2 separate regions of the Sus scrofa genome follow, and region 1 is linked to region 2. The links are chromatin contacts, called in public Hi-C maps. All regions are on one chromosome and are shown on one strand. The core of a region is the stretch at or near the end of the contact, and the rest is flanking DNA. Distances in the headings are between cores, read along the strand shown. Region 1 holds the start of VPS36 (vacuolar protein-sorting-associated protein 36). Region 2 holds the start of THSD1 (thrombospondin type-1 domain-containing protein 1).

What was found. Hi-C and Micro-C count contacts between places; a contact is called where the count stands out from the background.
Region 1: a Hi-C map of embryonic fibroblasts shows a contact between it and region 2, with 2.0 times the contacts expected there. The contact joins the promoter of VPS36 here to the promoter of THSD1 in region 2. A contact is called at or near these places in 8 of 47 Hi-C or Micro-C datasets (brain, embryonic fibroblasts, heart right ventricle and 4 more) and 1 of 2 datasets of contacts at active chromatin or transcription factors (skeletal muscle).

The regions. Positions count from the first base shown.
Region 1 is chr11:15,733,840-15,737,414 of Sscrofa11.1, reverse strand. It overlaps VPS36 (vacuolar protein-sorting-associated protein 36), which reads left to right and starts at 1,946. Exons shown (of 13, transcript XM_005668376.3): 1 at 1,946-2,123. The coding sequence starts at 2,028.
Region 2 is chr11:15,695,614-15,699,552 of Sscrofa11.1, reverse strand. It overlaps THSD1 (thrombospondin type-1 domain-containing protein 1), which reads left to right and starts at 1,522. Exons shown (of 6, transcript XM_005668378.3): 1 at 1,522-2,095.

The DNA.
Region 1 (3,575 bases), core at 697-3,196, 37 kb before region 2:
CAGAAGGTCGATGACGCTGACTCCCAATGACCTCACCATCCACCCGTCAGGAAAAGGTCCATGAGCTGCTAATGCCCTGTTTTTGAACACTCTAAGACCCCTCATCGTCCCCTCCAAGGAGGGCGCCGTCCTTGCCTGCTGCTGTGTCCCCTCTCTGCCTGGCAATTAGAGCTACTTTTCCTCTTTCTTTCAACTCTGTCTCCGCGTTTCTCTTTGGCATCGGTGTACAGAGATTTCAGCCACAGCGATCAAGGCCCTCTTGTGCCCCTCACGCTTCACTCCCCTCTCTTAGCTTTGCTTCCTCATCTGGGAAACCTGCAACAGTCCAGAGAATCTTCGCAGGTTGCCACCACAGAAATCAGTGTCTGGACCCACATTCTCTGCTCTCCTCTGATTAGAAAGCTCTCTGACCCTCTCCGGTGCGCTCTTCTTTCACTCAGCGAGGTCCCTCCATCAAATCCCCCACCAATCACTTATCAGGTTTTTGACTTCGATCACTGCTCTCAGCAGTCACACATATTATTTGTTCCGCCTTAAAAACCAACCAACCAACCAACCAACCAACCAAACTCTCTGGCAATCTCACTTCCCCTTCTGCTTCTGGGCAAAGAAACCAACACATAAAAACCAAACCAACCAAATTCTTCCAAAGGCTCGTCTAGTTCCCTGCCTGTAAGTCCTCTCCTCTTTTTCTCTTTTAAAAAAATCACTCCACGAAGATGGTCTTCCACCACCCCACTGGACCCACTCCTGCCAAGGCCACCAAACATCCACAGGGTAAAAGCAGTGATCAGTCCCCTGACCCACCCGTCCTTCCGCCTGTACCCTCTTTCCACTTGGTTTCCAGGATTCCACACCCTCCTGCTGTCGCCCAACCTCCCCAGCAGCTCCACCTCCTTTTCTGCACCCTTTCCTCCCCTGACCTGTGTTACTTTGGTCTCAATGAATTGTCCCATGTTCCTGAGCAATTTTGTACAGTGTGAGCTGTTAGCTTCAGGGAGATGATTTCCTTTGGATTAAAAGATAATCAAAGAATAACAGATATTCAGAAATAGCCTCATCCACACACACACACAAAGGAAACAAGAATAAACAGTTGAGTGGTAAAAAAATTTACAGAAGGGATAACACTCAATGTAGTCAAAGCGACTTGGCCTGGGTAAAGACTGACTTGCTGGTGGCAGCACATCCTAGCTAAATAAGTCCCCAGTATGTAGCAGGGTCTCTTTAAAGCTGTAATTCTACTTTGGGAAGACACTTTAAGAAAATAATCCTAAAGGGGAAAATGCATTTCAGTTGCAGAAGTACAAATATAGGTGCTTCATTTATAATGTAAAATATCTAAAGAAATGAAAGGGACAGCAGCAAGAGGCCCAGCAGATGGGAGTAGCACTCAGGGACCAGTTTGTGGGGACCAACCCACAGGTAAATTTTAAGACATCTACACACTGAATATTATCTGGAGTAAATTCATGAGGTCTATGTTAATGCAAGTGTTTAAATAAAGATGATTTTAATGGGAAAAAAGAGGAGAGCACAAAATAAGTACTTATACACTGACTGAAGCTATGTGAAAAGAATTCAGGTCATAAATATTCATTAGGGAAAAAAGTCATCATTTACAGCTTTGAATGAATATGACAGCATGCTGGGCACTGAGAAGGAAATGGCACAAATATGCAGGAATAATGCACAATAAGGAGGTCCAGGCTGCAATCTGGGCTCCCTCGAAGTCCTTTGTAAGATCTGGGTTTGTGCCCCATCTGGACAAAGGATGGGGTGGAAGTTCCCCCCGGGCCATTGGCGGATGTACCACCAGAGGGCGCGCCAAGCTTGTCTCCAGGTCTCCGGGCGCCCTCCCGCCCCCCGGCGGCGCGCGCTCCCCAGGGCGGCCGGGCTGGACCTCTCCCTCCCTGCCGGCCTCCTCTCCGCCTGCCGCCAGAGGGCGCCGCAGGCTGCCCGGCGCTCGGCTGGCCGCCCCGGAGCGCCAGCGCGGGAGTGAGGCGGGGGCCGGCCAGGCGGCGGCCATGGACCGCTTCGTGTGGACCAGCGGCCTCCTGGAGATCAACGAGACCCTGGTGATCCAGCAGCGCGGGGTGCGCATCTACGACGGCGAGGAGAAGGTAGGGAGGCGGCCCGGGTCGCTCCCCGGCCCCCGGCTCGACTCTCGGCGCCGCCCCCGCCCGCCGGAGCCCGTCCGGCGCTCGGCTCGGCCCGACTTTGGAACGGCTCCCGGGGACGCGGTGGGTGGCGGCCCCTCCGGCCCGGGAGAGACTCCTTCGGGCCGCTCGGAGGGCGCGGGCCGAGCGCGGCGCGGTCTGGGAACCCGGATTCAGCGCCCCGATCGCGGCGGACGGGCGGCGGGCAGGCCGGTTCCGCCCTCGTCGGGAGGCCCCGGGTCCTGCGCTCGCGAACCGGGCGTGGCTTCGGCGCTGGGACCTGGGGGCGCCCGGGGGACTCCCGGCTGTCGCGGCCGGAGCGTCTGGGGGACGGCTTTGGAAGGACCTCGAAAGGAGGTGTCAGCCTCTCCTTGGGACGCCTTGGCCAAAGGCTCTGCGGGTTTTTTTGGGGGGAGGGGGTGACCTAAGAAAAGGGTTTTGATGATTTGCTTTGTACAGCGATGTAGTAGGCCATGCCTGGTCACCCGAGCTTAAACCTTAGGAGATCTGTTTGCAAACTGAGAGGGAAAAATACTGTGTAAGACATTCCCTGGAGACTTCTCTCAAACTGCAAACTGTCATCCTGTTCTGGGGAAATGTATAAGCTGGAATTAGGAAAAAAAAATTTAAAAACCCGTTTCCTCCCCAGCGTTTTTCGTTTGCACAAGTTTTCCCTGCACCCTCTACTTCCTTGCAGTTTCGTTAGAGGAACTTCCTGTTGTACTTTTGCATGGGTTCCTGGACTCAGCTTTTCCTGATCATGCTTTGCAGAAGCTGGAGGCCTCCTGCCTTGAAGGTAGCAGAGGGCCTGGGTCACAACCTTCCTTCGGAGGCAAGGCTGACGGGACCGAGGGCCCAAGGTTCTCTGCCTCTTGGAGGGCATTGTTTCATATTTCCATTTTGGAGTCAAAGTCTTTTCCTTAAATCATTTCGTTGGCCTCAACTCTGTTTACTGCTTCAGTCCTTTCATTAATTTGATCTTGTATTGGGCTGGCATCTTTTGGTTGGAGCAACAAGCTAAAGGTTTTTGGGTTTTCAAACCGAGGTTACACCTTTGGAACTCTTGTCGTAAATGGGAAACAAATCAACCCCCCTCCCCAGCCCTGGCCCTCGGGGAGCTGGAGGTTTTCCCCACCCGCCCAACTGTAATTCTGGACATTGGCAGGTTGGTCTTCAGAGACTCCCCAAGCCTCTCCCTGCTGGCAAGTCAGGCTTTTGCAGAGCCACAGGCTCTGCCCTTTTCTGGAATTCCAGTATGCAAATTAGAATACCTTGGCTGGCACAGAATTTAACTGTGGTATCTTCAAAACCAATAAAAAAAACAAAATCGTTTGTACCTTTGTATGAAAAACCATTGTTGAACCAGCACATTCTATTTTTTCTTTTACTTTTTTTTGCTTCTTGTTTTAGCAGACA
Region 2 (3,939 bases), core at 273-2,772:
GACAATTCGGACAGCGAAACTCTGCCCACTAAAAATGGTCATTTGCCATCTGCCTCTACAAGGAGTAAGTCACCAGTCACTTCAGTCACTGACCTGCAGCATGCCTGAAAGGAGTTCAGGGTGAAGATCAGGCCTGAGGCCCTCTCTGCTCTGGGAAAAACCCGCAGAACGGACCTTCGGACAGATATTTTCGGGTGAAGATTTTCTTTTTTCTTTTTCCACACTTCCACACCTGTGGCATGTGGAAATTCCTGGGCCAGGAAACAAATCCAAGCTGCAGCTGCGACCTACACCACAGCTGCTGCAACTCTGGATCCTTCCCTACTGCACTGAAGTGGGAACTCCAGATTTTATGAGCCCAATTTTTTTGGCATCTTAGATCTAGAAAAGCACCGCAATCATTAACAGAGACATCTATCTGCTCCTTGTGACTAGCAGCAACCTTCTCTTGATAGCAGCAAGCCTCTGCCAAAATGTGTGTTTGGATGCACGTATGCCCCTGCAAAATTACGTATATACAGACCTACTCCTACCCTCCCCCCCACCTCTTCAGAGAAGTTCCTGGGCTATAGTTCTCATTTTGCTCCAGAGAAAACCCCACAGCTCTCACATTGTACATTTTTTTTTTTTTAGCTAACACGTTAAAGCCTTTTTTGAAACTGGATGGATTTAATCAGTACTCCTAGCATTAATTATTTGATAAGACAGATGCTTTGCTGGTTTGGTACCTCTGATAACCTGATAGCTCTGATAATCAAATAATTGTGTTACCTTTTAAAAGATTGAGTGACAGATTTGAGGATGTGCAAATGGTGTATTGAGTTTTTTTTTTTTTTTTAATGAGGTAAATTTTACAGTGAAATGCAGTCTTTGAGTTACATGTTTTGACAAATGCCTAATACATCCATGTAATTCACACCCCAACCAATCGAAGATATCTGTCATCCCCCAAAGTTTTCTGGTGCCTCTTTCCAATCACCAGCTCCCCGGGGGCCACGTCGGGGCACCGATTTCTGTTAGCACGCATTAGTATGTTAATGGTAAGCTGCATTGCACTTTACAGCCTATTCAAAAACAAGCCCGGCTGTTAAGGTGGAACTCTATCCTCTGGAATTCTTTTAAAAGCACAAATTTAACACTTCCGGATTAGAGTTTTTAAAATGCTATTTTTAATTGAATAACCACTTCTGGCTCCTGAGAAAGAAAAAAGCAAGATATACACCTTACCTGAACTGTTCTCTTTTGAATCTCTTCAATGGCCTTTGGGAAACCAAATTTTGAGGGGAACCAAGTTGGCAGCCCACCAGTTACGCCACCTCAGTGACTGACTTGGGGGTCCCCCAGAAGCCTGTGACAAGGGGGCGGAGGAGAGAGAAGTGATTGAATAGGAAATGTGGGGAGCTCGCCCTTAAATCCGGCTCCCGCCGGCCGGCCCTGGATGTGTGTGCTTGGGGGCCCGCACTCCCTCCCCGCAGGCCCTGGCCGGCCGCGCGTTTCCTGCCTGGTTTCCTGATCAGCAGCGGGCCAGCCGGGCGCGGGCAGGAAAGGATGCGCTGCCCAGACCGGGCGGGGCGGCTCTCGCGGGCTCGCCAAGGCCCCCGCCCGCCGGGTGCCGCCCTTCCCGCGCCGTCGGGGGCGGACCCGGGCGGGGCTGCGGGAGCCGCGCTCGGCGGCGGGGGTGCAGTCCCGGAACGCGGGATGCTGGGCGCGCAGCCTCGCCGTCCGCCTCGCCACTCGCCCGCCGCCCCGCGCCGCTGCGCTCGCGCGTTTCAGAGGTAAGAGGAGCCTTCCAGAGGCGACCCGCGGGCTCCCCTGCCGCGGGGTCCCCGGCGGCCCCGGGACCCTGCCGCCTCGCCCTCCCCGCCACCGAAAGGCACAGGTGGACGGTGGCGCGTCCCTCTCCCTTGGTGATCAGCTCCCAGGACGCGCGTTGAAAAGTGTCTCCGCATCTCGGAATCCGGGACTTAACCTTGAACCCGGAGCTTCCTGAGCGCAGGTGTGGCCGAGGGACTGAGGCCGAAGGTAGACGGGTGTTGAGTCGCATAGTTGGGAACCTTGAAGAACAGCGTCTGGGATACTCAGCGTTTCAGAACAGGTTTGCTTCTTTCCATAAAGAAATCTTTTCTGGGATACAAACACTGTGAGATGTATGCATTTCGAAAGGGTCCTCATTTTAAGAGAACTTGGGGCGGAGGACACCGGCCGCGCTAGATTGCCGAGCATGAACTTGACGTACTGGCCTTGGCAAAGCTGAGGGACGCGGGGAGAGCGCAGCTGAGTAGTTGTGGGGAAGCTGCATCCAGCCCGTGGGACCAGGCGCAGCCGCCTCGGCCGAATATTCGTGTAAAGCCAACCTCTTTACACCAATTTGGAATTAGGAATAGCGTCCTCAGAAACGTTATTAGAGCGTGAGCGTGTTTCTCAGAAGGGAAAAGATCACTTTGCTCCTTTTTGTTTTTCCTTTTATTCTTTCATAAAGCATTGGCCCCGCGGACTTTAGCGTGTTTCTATTTATTTATTTATTTATGCAGCTCTGAAGACACCGTAGGGGATACAGATTTCAGCAAAAATAGCTGAGTTTGGCGTGATGCTATTAACTATTGAGAATATTCACAGCTTCTCCCTACTCTCTGATAACATTTAGAATTGTCTTTAAACGTTTATGTATGTGAATGCTATATAGATATTTTGGAAAATGTGTATAAAATATATCTAAGTTCTTACTTTCTCAAAACGGTTCTTAAACCAAACATGGTAAGTAGCCAGTCCTGGTATTGGAAACAAAATGTTGGAAGGAAATAAGCAAGCAAGGTTAAAAAAAAAAAAAATTAAAGAAGCATGCTATCTTCTTTTTTAATGTAGTGCTTTTTTACTCAGCATTCCATTCTAGCCTGGCGGGTCTGTTAACACCTTCAAAGTATTGGTTGAGCTAGTTAAAAAAAAAAAAAATCACTTATTTTCAAAAGCTTGAGAACATTAAAAAAAAAAGTCCGTGCTATGGAAACCATACTATGATTTATAAAATAAGCCATCCTATTTCCATGCAGCTATAACTATAGATTATCACGCTATTCTGTCCTGTTGGTCATTTTCATAAGAAGGAAGATGCGTTACACTCACAAAATCAGTTGTGATTAAGAACTTTAAAAAATGGTTGTCATGGGAAAGTAAGCAATTTGAGAGAAACCTGCTCAACTTTTGGCGGCAAGAGATTGCTTGCTTCTTTGGTTACTGAGTATCAGTGACTCGAAGGAAGCATTTTAATTGCCCTCAGCGCCCACGCTTGCCTGGGAGATGCGATGATGCTCACCTGCTGTCTTTGGCCACGTTTCCCAGTTCATGTTCAAGGAGAGGATTGGGTGAAATCTGTGTCTCATTCCAGCCAAACTGAATTTCCTTTTTGCGTTGGGGAGGGTGGGAGCGCTAATCATCTGCATGATTACACTTCATAGCTCTGCTTCTCTTCGAGGAAGTACAGAATTTCCTTTGTTCAGCCAACTCCAACAGAAAGAAAGCTAATACAGACGCACCAATTTCCTTCCCATTGAATTTTGAATATTTAATCAGTCCTCTTAATTCCCTTTGTTTCTGTCTTATTCTGAAGGGACGTGGCATATATATTTGAAATATAATATACTGACTAAAAATAGATTAACCATGGATAATGGGGAAATGTAAACATTAAGTATCTATGTATCTATGTCACCAATATATATATTTGGTTACGTTTAGTTCTCCAGTTTCCTAGACTCGAGTACGACAAAAATTATCTCTTAAATGCCCTGCATCTTTTGCTATTGTCTAATAGTCTGTTTATATCAAAGCATCTTCCTGTAAATCGTTCTGAACCACAGGCCATCAAGGCCTTTCCTGCCCTCGTAGGTGGTCTGGAAAGACTGCTGCATGAAGTCATGCATCTCCTGATGCATGCCGGCAGCA